2 separate regions of the Hordeum vulgare genome follow, and region 2 is linked to region 1. A link is a contact called in public Hi-C data. All regions are on one chromosome and are shown on one strand. The core of a region is the stretch at or near the end of the contact, and the rest is flanking DNA. Distances in the headings are between cores, read along the strand shown. Region 1 holds the start of LOC123408868 (aspartic proteinase nepenthesin-2-like). Region 2 has its middle 9.8 kb from the start of LOC123411740.

Evidence for each region. A called contact is a pair of places that touch in the nucleus more often than the background predicts.
Region 2: a Hi-C map of an unstated tissue shows a contact between it and region 1, with 5 times the contacts expected there. The contact joins the enhancer-like site here to the promoter of LOC123408868 in region 1. A contact is called at or near these places in 3 of 6 Hi-C or Micro-C datasets (leaf, seedling and an unstated tissue).

The regions. Positions count from the first base shown.
Region 1 is chr7H:617,962,841-617,970,293 of MorexV3_pseudomolecules_assembly, forward strand. It overlaps LOC123408868 (aspartic proteinase nepenthesin-2-like), which reads right to left and starts at 4,334. Exons shown (of 1, transcript XM_045101904.1): 1 at 2,281-4,334. The coding sequence starts at 4,129. The coding sequence ends at 2,594.
Region 2 is chr7H:618,039,580-618,047,032 of MorexV3_pseudomolecules_assembly, forward strand. It overlaps the pseudogene LOC123411741. Among protein-coding and RNA genes, the nearest start is that of LOC123411740, 9.8 kb to the left of the region's middle. Within about 2 kb of position 2,667, at least 3 of the 3 cell types and tissues checked have open chromatin away from gene starts, as enhancers often do. A contact at or near this core is called in leaf and seedling, where this site is marked.

The sequences.
Region 1 (7,453 bases), core at 3,084-5,583:
ATATTTGGCGTGTGGGATCGGGCTCGAAAATTGATAATGGTGTGAACCTTGGATTCCGAGTAGCCCCTCCAGGAGAGTCATAACTCCTAGGGGGACCTGTGAAGTTAATACCGTGGATGAGCTGATCATTGCTGAGTCCCACGCATGGAATGTTCAACGCATCACTGAATTTTTCAGTCCAATAGATGCTGCAAGAATCCCGAGGGTCCCTTTAAACGCACACATGACCGAGGACTTTGTGGCATGGCATCTAACAAAATCGTATGCTTTCTCGGTGCGCTCTGCTTATTATGCACAATGAGATTATAAGTTTGGACCGAAACTGGTAGCCTATAGTGGACATGGTACAGCGGAGTGTAACCCGGGTTCGGAAATCTTAGGGCGGCTAAGAGTACCATCGAAGATGAAGATCTTCCTATGAAAAGCTCTATACGATACTATCCCTGGGTTAGGATTTTGGCAAACAGAAACATCAAAACTTCTGCGCAATGCCCTGTATGTCAAAGTGGTCATCACAACCCGGATATTCCCGTCATGGGAAATCTAGGTTTCAAAGAGGCAATCACCGTTGGCTCTTGGTACATATGGTGGCAGAGACGAGAGGCAGTCAAGGGCGCCTGTGTTGACAGCCCGGAGCGCTTTGCGTTTGCAATTTTGGGGCTGGCGACAAACTTCCAAGGAGCTGCGGGGCGGCCTAACCCACATGTAATCTCGTGGAAAAAACCGTCCTTCAATACCTACAGACTCAAATTGATGCCTCTTTCTTTCCAAATGGAACGGGGGCGACGGCTGCTGTTCTCCGCGACCATCGAGGTGCTGCGGTGGCAAGAGGGGATGGCCTTTAACTTATATTCTCGATGCAGCTACAGCAGAGGCAATTGCTCTACAAAAAGGGTTGGCTCTGATTGAGCAACTTATGTGTTCTCCGGTGATCACTGAAACAGATCCACTAGAGCTTATCTAAGCGTACAATGGGGTGGTCGAAGTTTGGAGTCCCTTCACAACGATTCTTGTGTACTGCTTTGTGAAGGCGCATAGCAGTAGTTCAGTTTCTGTTCAACACTACGAGCGAGAAGCAAATTCTATGGCATACAATTTAGCTAGGCATGCTTTCATATCTCATCGGAGATCTTGTGGGATTCAAATCCATCTAGTTTTATTAGACAAGATGTAATATACGATGTATCCTTGTTTGTCTAAAGCAACGGATTTCTTACGCACTCTTTTTCTTTCAGTGTAGCTAAAGGGAGTGGAAAGATTTTTAATGACGCGGCCTACTTGCTTAATAAATTGGATTTGAATATGTGTTAAAAAAAAACTTACCCGTCGTCCTCCGCCCACAAGGAGAAAGGAAGTACAAACACACACCCTCCGAGAACCGTCTAGTTGATCATGTCATGTTTGCTCACGCCTCTGCTGCTCTCCGTTCGTACGCCGGCGCTACGGCTACTCGTGCTCTGCTTGGCGCACGCTCGGTAATACGGAGTAAGTACGTACACATGACATGCGCCGGTGCACGTAGGAATCAGCCAGGAAATGCTCGACGGTGAAGTACCACTAGCCGTATATACTATCTGCCCTCTCTTGATCGTGCATCTGATCGAGGCATAGTATATACTCCCTACGTTCTTAAATATAAGTCTTTTAAACGATTTCACTAAGGGTCTACGTATGAAACAAAATGACTGAATCTATCTTCTAAAATATGTTTATATACATCCGTATGTAGTTCATTAGTGAAATCTTTATAAAGATTTATATTTAGGAACGGAGGGAGTATATCTGATCGGCGCCAAGCACGACGAGCGTTTCATCGATGAAGCAGCAGCAGCAGCAGCGCTCTGCTCGGGTCGGGTCGGTGCGTGCCCATGCATGTGCACGCGTGGGGGCTCGACCGGGTCGTCGAGCGAGCGGGACGCCGCCGCTTCCACTTGAGAATACGTTGAAATCCGTGGCGTTGGTTCCTTCCTACTCAAAGCGCTGCCAACAGGTTTCGAAAAAAAAAAGTGCTGCCAACCAAAGTTCACGTACGGATCGCTGGCGACGGTGCTCCTACCAAGGCTGGCCCGTGAAGCCGTAAGCTCAACAGCTAGCAGGGCACCGGCGTGCGTCGTTCCCCTTCCCCGGCGTGGCCCGCGCTCCACTCGTAACGCCGGCGACCGGCCGGCCGCCATGCCGAGCAGGGCAGATTCCAGAGCGCAAGATAGTACTGTACTAAGGAGGAAGCAAAAGAAAAGTCGTGTGACGCCAACACATCACAGAGTGCAGCGACGAGATCCATTTACGATGTCATCATCACGGTCCACATAAGCCATCTGTCTATACACACAAGCAAACAAAAAACGATGAGCAAAAAGTCCCAAAAAAAATTCGACCAAACAAGCGGCCGAATTGGTCAAAATTCCACCAAAGCCTCTCGCTTTTTTGTAGAGAGACCTTGCTTGTCAACCCAAACCCAGTTTACTTCTACACACAACCCAGTTTCTTTCTTCACTGTCTGTTCTTCCCATCCAGTCAGCAGGGCCACCTACATACTCCTATTACCATTCAATCAGTCAATCCGTCAAAATGTACGGCGGCCGATGAGCCTGGCCTAGACGTCGGCGCAGCGGCGCGGCGCGAAGCCGAGCCGGTTGCGCTCCAGGTCGTAGAGGACGTGGAAGTTCTGCTGCTGGTAGTTGCCGATGATGGACATGCCGGACCGCGGCGTGCCCAGGACGGCCAGGCACATCACCCCCTCCGGCTCCAGCCGGATGAAGTAGTTCTCCGCCGGGAACTCCCACGCCGCGCCGTCCGCGAACACCAGCGACAGCTCCGGCACCTCCACCTTCTCGGCTCCGGACACGTTGTAGCACGGGCTCAGCACCGGGAAGCCGGGGATGAGCGGGTAGGATGGGCTCATGCGGTCCATGAACGCCTGCCGGATCGCCTGGTACGCCGGCTCCGGGAAGTAGCTCAGCGTCGTGCCGGAGTCGATGATGGTGCCGCCGGCGGACAGCGTGTCGGACGGGATGTTCAGCGCCTCCCCGCCGACGAGGACGGACTTGAGCTGGAGGTAGTAGAAGGTGTCCGCCGCGTCGGCCGTGGCCGGCGCGAAGGCCGTGTAGTTTAGCTGCGGGTGCGCGAGCAGCGCGTCGTCGTGGCCGAAGATGATCTTGCTCCCGGCCGCGCTGCCGTGCTCCACGAGGCAGTAGGAGAAGGCGTGCCCCCCGTAGACGCCGCGCAGCTGGGACGCGAACGAGAGCGGGCCGCGGCCGAGCCCCAGCAGCCCCGCGGCGCCGTGGAAGAGGCCGCGGTTCTGGTGGCCGCACCCGAATGCCACGCCGTCGACGCGCCGGGTTCCTGATTGGGTGAGGTTGACGGTGAAGGCCTCGAGGGCGAGGTCGCCGGTGGTGTTGGACTGGTCGCCGTACCAGTAGTAGTAGGGGCAGGGGTCGCTCCGCGGCCTGCGGCACGACCTGGGGCCGGTCAGCGGCGGCGGCGGGGAGACGAGGCCGCAGCGGCTGTCCCCGCAGGTGACGTTGCGGTAGGAGGCGGAGGCGGCCGGGTCGAAGACGGGGCCGGTCTGGTGGAAGCAGTCGAGGCAGGGCGCGCACTGCAGCCAGTTGAGGTCGCTGCCGGTGTCCATGATCATGCGGAACCGGCGCGGCGGCGTGCCCACGTACACGTCCACCAGGTACTCCCCCGAGCCCACCGCCACGCCTGACTCCACCGTGGCCACCACCCGCTCCGACAGCGCCCGCCGCGGCCGCGAACCCTTCCGTTGCGCCGCGCCGGGCAGCGCGGCCCTCCTGCCGTGCATCGTGTCGATGCGGGCCGCGTCCTTCTTGGCCGAGTCGAGGACGAACAAGCCCGACCCCGTCGCGCCCGCTGAAGCGGAGCGGTGGGTCATGTGGAGCTTGAGAGACGGTGTCCGGCGCGCGAGCTCCTCCTCCTCGGCGACCAGCCTGCCGTCGCAGCCGGCGTCGGCGACGGCGGTGTTGTAGGGCGGGAACTCGATGCCGTACAGCGGTCCGGTTCCGGCCGACGCCGACGAGTTGCTGCCGGCGCGAACGGACGAGAGCGCGAGCAAGAGCAGCAAGAGCGCCAGCAGAGAATAGCACACGGGCAGGTGGTTGAGGTTCGCCATGGCTGAGGCCTGAGAGAGGGATGGGGGCGTCGGCGATTTGTGGGGAGGTGAGCTACGGAAGCCGAGGCGGAGGGGAGAGGTAAGGTGGTGGGGGTTGGAATGGTTGTCGGGGCCGTGGAGAAACAACGCGGAGAGTTTGTATTGTTTTGACCAGGAAGATCGATGACCTTTTCGCGGTTCGTTAGAGCAACAAAGTGAGGAAAATAACTACTAAAAAAATAGACTTATTACAGTAGACTACAACAGTACTCCTTACGGAAATTATACTACAAGAGAATTAAACTAACTACTGCAGTAGGCTACAGTGTATTCCTCAAGAAAAAAATACTAGAGTGGACTACAACAGTATTCCTCGAAGAAAAAAAAAACAGTACTACTTCCTACCTTTACTTTTTACTCAACAAAGAGAATACAGTAATGCAGTAGTAGTGCCAGTATATTTTGAAAGCATTTGACTTGCTGGATGTTGACTACCCATTTGCGTCACCAGGACGTGGTGTAATGCAATGACGTGTGGCTCAATTAGCCGGCCAGCACCAACCCCACGTCGACGTGTGTCCTTCACGGTAGGAAAGACTTGCACGCATGACTTCTGACCTGGCCCCGCGGAGAAAAGTCTGAAAAAGAGACCGCTGACCTGGCAAACAGGCGATGGATCGAGTCAAAGTGCATTTTTTTTAAGGAAAAGACAGCTCGAGACGAAGCTAGGAGTAGCAGCGATCGCACGTCCCTATCAATCAACGTAGACTGGGTGGAGGAATATATTCCTGTTGAGACCGACACGGCATGCGGTCTACGCACGTAATTTCCCGGAAAATTTCAGATCCAGCGGCGCGCGCGCCGTTTTACACGGAATTTGCTGCGTCCGGTTCAAGAATTTCGGTGGCCGGGGACGGGAGACCGGGAGCACGGAGCAGGGCACGTCACGTCCCTCTCGGCCGCGCGGCTCACACGCCAGATCGGAGGGCCAGACCGACCGACGAAGCAGTCGCCGGAATTTCGGTTTTTCTCATGGAGAGAGTTCCTCTGCTGCATCGTCCGATTTGTATCTGACGGACCGCCCGCGGCTCTTCGTTTTACTAGTTACTAGCAAAAGGGCCCATGCGTTGTAACGGAAGAAAAAAAAAATCATACGGCACACGCTCTTAATTTATAAAAAATGTCTATAATTTGAAAATTTATAGTTATGATATAAGTAAAGATGATCTTATCCTAAAAAATGCAGTTCAAAATTTTACAGGTCTTCTATTTTAATACGGCTTGCATGTAGATTTAATACGTGCAAAGAATCAGTCCAGTGACCTTCAGTTTCATCTCTAATCCTGATTTTGTTGACGTGTTCATTCCCAATCCGGATGAGTACCAGTATGAAAGAAAGACGAATAATGACTTATTTATTAAGATTGCACCCTAGATAGTATTTTTATTAAACGTTTAACAGATAAAATAATATCATATTTAAATTCTACATATTTTTCTAATCAAATTCCATGTATAATATGTTAAATTTGAAGTTACGGTTTAAAAGATATGAGTATTTAAAAAAATATTTAATATATATACTACGAGTTTAATATCATAAACAGTAAGGGCTTTTTTGTTACATGTGAAAACTATTGGATGTGAAAACTATGTTGTTATTACAATGTTCCCCGTTTTTTTCCGACGGAAGCGATAGCCTCTTTATTATTAGGTAAAGATTTTATTACATGTGAAAACTATGTTGTTATTACAATGTTCCTCGTTTTTTTTTTCTTATCAAAGAGCTTACTTCGTGGTTAGTGTAAGTGTGTGACTTGCTGGCTAAGAAAGCTTACCGCGTGCAAGCAGCATGCAAGCAAGCGGTGACGAGGATGCAACCACGCTACTGTACTGGAGTATTTCGTAGACTGACATTTGAAAAGTCGGTATAAGTATGTCTGGCCACAAGTCAAGTACCATAAGTACGTCAATTAGCATGTGTGACTAGAACTCAGGCACATCTTGTGGAACAAGATTGGTCGCGACGTAACAGCATCTTGAGCCACGACTAGAAAATCCGGATCCTCAAACGTTCGTAAACGCGTCCGGTCAGTGTCCCTTATTTGTTCATCTACGCAATCATATTTTTCATTTTTTTTCTTATATTTTCAATCAGTTGCACGTGGTTGGTGGAGAGAAAGAAAGAGAAAGAAAAAAAAATAAGAAGAAAATTGTGGTCTGGAATGGGGTTACGTCCTATGTGGCGAACTGACCGGGCACGCCGAGGCTCGGTCGGGGGCCCTCATATCCTTCTCATATTTAAGATAAATATGAGGGTTCGTGGGCAGCCCGAGCATATATAGACAATATGAGGGGTCCTGTTGAGTTACATTTTTTCTTCTCTCTCCTGTCCAGTCACTGACCGGACGCGTCCGCGAGTGAATAAGGGGTCATTTGAGAGGCCCGGATGTACATGCTCTTACTTTTTTCCTTCTCTCTCATGTTCGGTGCCTAATTGGGTGCGTCCGCGGGCCTTATATCCTCTCCATATTTGAGATGGATATGAGGGTTTGCGGACAACCTGGACATATAGGGACGATATGAGGGGTTCGATTGAGTTACTTTTTCCTTCTCTCTCTTGTCCGGTCAGTGACCGGGCACGTCTGCGGGACCTCATATCCTCCCCATATTTGAAATGGATATGAGGGTTCGCGGACAGACTAGGCATATAGGGACAATATGAGGGGTCCGGTTGAGTTACTTTTTTCCTTCTCTCTCCTGTCCGGTCACTGATCGGGCGCATCCTCGGCCGTATGAGGTGTCATTTGAGGGGTCCGACTGTAGATGCTCTTACTTTTTTCCTTCTCTCTCATGTTCGGTCACTAACCAGGAGCATCCGCGGGCCTCATATCCTCCTCATATTTGATATGGATATGAGGGTTCACGAACAAACTCGGATATAGGGACGCTATGAGGGGTCTGGTTGAGTTACTTTTTCCTTCTCTCTCCTGTCCGGTCACTAACCGGGCGCGTCCGCGGGCCCTCATACCCTCTCCATATTTGAGATGGATATGAGGGTTCGCGGACAGCCTAGGCATATACGGACGATATGAGGGGTCCGGTTGAGTTACTTTTTCTTTCTCTCTCCTGTCTGGTCACTGACCGGGCGCATCCGCGGGCGTATGAGGGGTCATTTGAGGGGTCCGGCTGTAGATGCTCTTACTTTTTTCCTTCTCTCTCCTATCCAGTCACTGATCGGACGCATCCACGGGCGTATGAGGGCCATTTGAGGGGAGCATCTACAACCGGGCATCCCAAACCAACCTCAAATGTTCGGCCAGCCCGTCGGGTCACTGTCCGGTC
Region 2 (7,453 bases), core at 1,417-3,916, 75 kb after region 1:
ATATCGCTTTACCTGTACCTTCAACTGTTGTTGTAGTAATCTGTGAGCCACATGAACTCAACAATCTCATTTCCAAATGTAACAAGACTAGCAAAGCTTAATGGATGAGGTATGGTTAAGTGGTGAGGCTGCAGCAAGCGACTACGCATTTATTTGAGTGGCTAACTTACGAGTACAAGAATGAAAGGGAGGGTGATCTTCGTATAACAGACGTGAACTAGAAATGATCACGAAGTGATCCTGAACACCTACTTACGTCAAACATAATCCCACTATGTCCTCTCTCGGTTCAGAAACTCACGAGAAGAGACAGTCACGGTTACACACGGAGTTGACATGTTTTAATTAAGTTAACTTCAAGTTTGCTATGACCGGGTGTTAAACAAAGTTTTCAAGTTACCACATAACCGCAGGCACGATTTTCCGAAAGATTTAACCCTGTAGGATGCTCCAACTAATCCATACGTCCATACGTTAAACACCCGGGTGCTAAATAAAGTCATGATATTTGGGTAGCTCTTCTACCTCCATACGTTAAACACCAAGAACAACCTGCTGAATAAAATGATCATGCCAAATGCCACGTGCCCGTGACGTAATCATGTGAATGAGGAGATGCGATACCTCTTCTGCATCTGCCCGACAACAAGAAGAGTTTAGCACATTGTGGCCATCAAGCCTTAATTCCGCCCCATCAACGAGCTCTTCACTTCACCCATGCCACACCCGGCTTACCCGCCTCCATCTGAGGTTTCATCATGCTCCTCAAGCTTTGGAAAATCTAGGATACTAGGAACATGAAGGTGTTACAAGATCTTGAGATAGACTTGCAGTGTAAAATTGGAGCTATGATAGATAATCTTGCCATTTGGACTCATCGGCTTAAATATGCTTCATTAAAGGATCACGCTGGGTTGTGGCATGACATCCTCTCTTTGTGCAATGTGTGAACCTTCGTAAACTTTTCCAACATTGGTTAGATCTTTCTTATCAAAGGGCAAAACTTAGGCTTTGCTTGCAATGCTTGTTGTAGAATTAGGACTTGAATATGTGTCGCTTACTGCCACGGAGCTGCTCCCATGGAACAATTTTGTTCGCTAGGGGAGTAGCTCCTAGTGAACCTTTCGGCTTGTTCGCTACGTGGCTCACCATGGCGACCCCTGATCAGCCCAAAAGTTCTTCTAACTTAAAATTTCATGAACAGAAGAGAACAGTTCTTATAAACCACATGGAGAAGAACTAAAAACTGAAAATGACATGCTACTTTATAAAACTGCCATTCCTCTAATTTACAAGTTGGCAATGAGTATGATGAAAACCAAAAAACAAAGGTTGTGTGATCTAGAAAATAATTCGTGCTAAACTTTAAAACAGCCATCTTGCACATAAAAATCGCCATAAAAATTGTATACAAAACAGAGAAACCCATAAAATTTGTAAAATGCCATGCTTTGAAATAAATGAAAACTGCCATTTATCTAATTATAGATTTACTATGATAAACAAAATTCCATACCAATAAAAATAAACATTGCCATCCTCTAAATAATGAAAATGACATCCACTTTATAAAAATGCCCTAGCAACAATAATAAATATGCTATGCTCTCAGTAATGAAACTTTCATCCTCTTAATAATAAAACTACTACCCTCCTATTAATAAAAATACCATGTTATTAATAATAAAAATGCTACGCTCTTAATGATAAACCTTGCATACTCTTGATAATAAAAAAATGCTATGATACTAATAAAAACACTAAAAAACATAAAAACCAATATCCTAATAATATAAATGCCATGCTACTAATTATTGAAATGCAATATTCTTAATAAATATAACTGCCACGTGAGAAAGTAAAAAAACAATTCCAAAAACTGTCATTATATTGCTAAAATTTCCAAGAAGCTGTCCGTGGGGCCGTTGCAAAAAGACCTAGAAATTTTCATGCTACCTAAGAAATAAAAATTCTGGATTTTTGGATTAGTTTCAAATGAAAAAAAATGAATTTAGCTCTAAAAGATGCATAAACAGGTTTATATTTTTTATGAGTTATTATGTTGTGAGAAACTGTTTGTACAATTAGTGTGGCTACCAGAACTTAACTCAACTTTGAACCAATATTAGAGATAATTATCTTTAGAGGTCCTCCACGCTTGTGCATTCCATGTTCTGTATTCCCATGGAGTATATGCGTTCCCCTGGCTCTTGTCGTCGCCAAAAATATTCATAGTGCTGCATCCTAATCCTTTCTCTTTTCAGAATAAATAATTTATCCAGATAACACCATCGCCATGATTCAGCCGGGGTGGTCCAGAGCTTATCCACTGCTAACTGAGTGGTACTAATACTGATAGTGTCTCCCCTTCACCAGCTCATCCATCTTATCAGGACATCACATATCATTATACTGTAAATCAATAATATGCAAGCTAGCACTTTTCCCATGCATACATATTCACTCCCTATTCATTTCACGGCGACGTCCATGTCCGCCGCTCCCATCCGATCCATCTCCGCCACCCACATGTACGCGCCGGCTTCTATCCGTCTTCTCCCCGGGCGGCCATCGCCGTCGAACGTCGCCATGGCGATCGTGGTGCGGTCGGCGTCTCCGACGACCACCCACCGAATTGATAACCCCGTCCATCCATCACAGCTCTGCTCGCCCTACTGCAAGGTGCATGCATGGCCGACTGGCTTCTTGTCGGCGCCGCCCAGACACTGCATGTGATATAGGCAGCGCAATAACACGTACGACTACTGGAGTGAACTCAGACCAACATAATTTCTTCTTCTTCCCGTACGCGATGATAGGCAAGCAAGCCGTTGGCCGACACGACACCGGGTGCAAGTTAATTCCATCTGTAGAATAATTTTCTCCGAACACGATACGTGTAGCTTGAGATACTAGCTAGCATCTCGAACCATCTAGAACTGGAACAAAAGCGCCGTGTGGAAAAATCAGAGGTACATCTATCATCTAGACTAGATGCAGAAACAAGAGCAGGTACGTACAAAGACTTGCAGAAAATTCAGAGGCCACGGCTGATCATTGCGTGCAGATGCGTACGTGTCTTTCGCTTTCAGGCGGACGAGTTCGTGGGCGACGTGCACCGGATTCACATAACCACAAACACTGGAATATCAAATAGTCCCCGAAAGTCCGAACGACGAAAAATATGTGACCACACAATCGATTAGCCCATCATCATCGCAAGGAAAAATCTACCGGCCGTGCCTCCAGGCATGTGGGGCGACAAGGAAAAACTAATGAATTCTTGTAAAACAAGTCGACGGTATGAACACAGAGATTCGAAGTTCAAAATTCAAATGTCAAACGGCAGAATAACAAATTTTCGGGAAGTCTATACCATGAAAGAAGAATATAATCATCACAATCTGTCTGTGTCGCGAGACCTAGCTCGGCGAGAACAATAATGGAAAATCTACCGTTCTTGTTGGGGAATCCAAACACAAAGTCTCATACTATTTTTTTTCTCCTAAAACAAGTTGGCAATATTGAATCATAGAATGGGGGACGCATATGATGTCACCGAGATTTCAAAATTCAAATTTGACATGTCAGCATGCCAATAAAACAAAAACAAATAGCACTATCCACAGATCCATTTGTTAATTTGAGCTATACTACCATCCACAGCTAAACTTTATGTGTCATGCCATGCATGCCTTGTGGCCATATGTGGACTATAGATCATATCACGTGCTACATGACATCCCGCGCACCGATTCACGATCGGACGGCCCACCAGTCCCTTTCCGCCTTGTTGGGGAAGAGAAGTTGGCACCACAATCGGTGGCGCGAAAGCAACGCTCACGAGGCCGACAAACCACGATGATGACAGACTCCGCAGGAGCTCACACATAATCTTCTCCTTCTTCTTCGCATCTTTTTTGGAGATAAGATCGAGAGGTGGGCGTACGAGTGGCACCACAGACTCGTCCGTCCTCACCCACTATAAGTCCATCGGCGTCTCTGCTCTCCTCGACGAGGCCGGACAACAGTGCAACGAAGAAGTAGTCTACTTTTGGATCAAGAACTCAAGAACAGAGATCGGGGAATCGATCGATGGCTACGTTCGCGACGTCGACGGCGGCGGTGATGGGATCGGCTGGCCCGGGGCGGGTGGCCGGGCCTCGGCGGTGCATGGTGGCGCGGGCGTCCTCGACGATGGCGGCGACAGCCACGGTGGCCGAGGGGTGGACGCACTACGAGGTACTCGGGCTCGGGGCCGGGGCCAGCAGGGGCGAGATCAAGGCTGCGTACCGGCGTCTTGCCAGGGAAGTGCACCCTGACGCCGTCGGAGGTGGCGACGACGAGGGGTTCATCCGGCTGCACGCCGCCTACGCCACGCTCGCCGATCCCGACGAGCGCGCTCGCTACGACCGGAGCGTGGCCTGCCGCGCCGCAGGGATGACGATGCGCCGGGCGGCCTCGACGTCCTCACCGGCGTTCCGGCGGAGGACGTGGGAGACCGACCAGTGCTGGTAGGACGTACGGCGTCGCAAACACGGCTGCCCCCCATGGCGCCCAACCGGCAGCTGCCCGGTTCTCTCAGGCACGGCGCTGGACAGAAGGTCTTCCTGACTATCGTGCAACGTACGATCAGGATTGGACGGCCCAGATTAGGTGATGGAGACGTGGGAGCTCTGTACACAGCAAGAGGCGTTTTTAAAGATCTCTTGTGCGTCCAGTCAGTAAAAATGCAAATATGTAAACTACTTGTTATTTGCCTACTGTAAATTAACTGTCAAGGAATATATAGCACTTCCTCATTCACGGTTTAAAAGGCTTGCTTAAAAATCTCTAGAACCTATGTAGTTATCGACAGTTATGTAATAGGCTGAAAAATAACATTAACAATACTCATGCGTCTAATGAGTTAAGAAATTAACACGACATATGTATACATGAGTAGTATTAATTAGTAGGAGTGATTGCGTTGACGTCTTAAACTTTGTCTATTATAAAAACACACGTAAATTCAACTATGTCTTTTAAACCGTAACGGAGGGAGTACTCTAGGTCTCTTTGGTAATAGGAGGAATTAGTTAGCTTTTTCTTCTTCGCATTTTGTCTCTTTGATTCTGCACGAAATTAATGACCACAATACAACAATCCATTCCAGTCACTTGTTAAGGTTGGCATGTCATGGTTTTGGATAGGTAGGAAAAAGATTGTGGGGACAAATAGCCACAGGGCAAAGTAAGGATAAATGGTCAATGTGTCAAGGCGACTACTCTCACATGTTTTTACGTCTTCAATTTAACTACACGGAGTATATGTTTTCAGGGGCGGATGCAGGCTGACGGAAAGTCCCGGGCCGCCTTCAAGAATTGCCTATATTAGGGCCTTGTATCTTTAATAATTGTTACAGTTAACAAAGAAGTTGGGCCTAAGGACCTGGGCCCAGGCCTGGGGTCTTAATTGTGTACACCCGAACCGTTGACTAGACATGCAAGCATGGCATGGGACCCGCTGTCAGCGACACAATGGCAGTGAGGCTGGGCGTGGCCAGTTTTTTGTGAAAACCACATTTTTATTTATCACAAAAATCTCCTAACATTATTTGCTGCGGTGGAATCTCATTTTAAAAAATGATAAGAAGAAAAGGAGTGTTCCGTGCCACGAACCATCGACCTCTCACTAGCACATAGACTGTCCTAGCCGCTTCACCCATAACACATTCATATGTTAAGTGGATAAGTAAACATAATGTAGTTAAAAAGATTGCCTAAAGCAAAACTAGAAAAAGAGCTCCTAAATAAAGAGCGTCTTTGTTCAAAATTTCAAATAATAGTTATAAATAATAAAAATGTTTTTATAATTAGAAAATATATAAATATTCATAATTTAAAATTTAAAATCAAAATGTTTGTATAATACAATTTCATACATACAAATAAAAATATTTCTGTAATTACAAACATTTCAATAATTATACGCATGGTATAGTTCAAGATTTGCATAATAAAACATACATAGCTTAAGTTTTAAATGTTCATATGTGTATTCAGTGATGGATAATATATAAATTAAATAACATTTTTAAATATGATTAATGATCTAAAATTATACACAAGTGAATAGTAAATGTTTGTATTTATCATTTGTATAATTTACATATAAGCTGCAAATGTATAGTTCTTGTATTTAAATATTTAAACATTTTTATTTAAAATATATTTTAAATGTATGTATTTACTAAACATTTTTATATAATACATGTGTGTACATTTATTTTTTTAATTTACTAATGATTATCCTTGTGTGTACTATTTATATCCACTTGAAAAAAATAATTATACGACATAAATATATGAACATTATTTTTATTCCATACGTTTTATAAATGTCTTTAGAAAAAACTAGTGCGCGCAAAATGTGCGGCACTATTTGCAACTCATTTAAGCCTCTCATGTGTCCAGTTTATAGTACATGAAGACCTCTTAACAATATTGTGCAGAATAGTGTGAGTGGCGGAGTTAATAACTGATAACTCTCCAGTTGGTCGTGAGTTCAACTCGTTGAGGCCGTCTTATGTTTGTTTAATTTTTTTACTACTGACAGCTGGGCATCATGTCTCATAGAAGCGGAAAAATGTTTTTATGAGAAATAAAAAAATCAAGGGGGTTTTTGCAAAAAAAAGGCCGCACGCATTCATTCGTTCCTTTCAGTCGTTAACAGCGAGGCCCAAAAAAAGGTCGTACACATTCCTCCATTCCTTTCAGCCGTTAACAGCGAGGCCCACACAATGCTGGCGCTCCAAGTCATCTTTATTTTTTTATCAAACATGATTTGCATCGTATTTACACGTTCAAACTAAGTTGTTGCACCAGTTCAATGTCTGTCACAAGTTCTATCACCAAACTAACCATTTTAGTCAATTCTACCAATCCTGCCCCCCCCCCCCCCCCATATTTTCTTGGATGGGGTCTGGGTCGTTTCTAGTTGCAATTAAACCAGGCCAAGTCAGCCTTCACGTAAGTTGAAGTAGGCGTTGCACGTAGGTGTAGCAAAGCCCTAGAAAATATATTTTAAGATTCATCATCGAATGAATATTTTTCGAAAACATCTCAAAAGGGGCATCTGATTCCTACAATTTATTAAGAATAAGATAATTGCCTTTTAATTGGGGATAATTAGGCGAAAACACGACAATTTGCATGATTATTTAAGAAAAAATAGTGAAAACCACATATACCTATGCATACCGCATGATTGATTAAGGGACAATAGTGTAGAAAATCCGACCGTACGATTGATTAAAGGACAATCACGCAAAACAAACGAACATGATTTATTAAGCGACGATCATGCAAAAAAAAACCCACCACATAATTGATTAAAGAACAACCAACCAATAAAAATGACCACACGATTGATTAAGAGACAATCGGGAAAAAACAAACATGACCGGACCAGT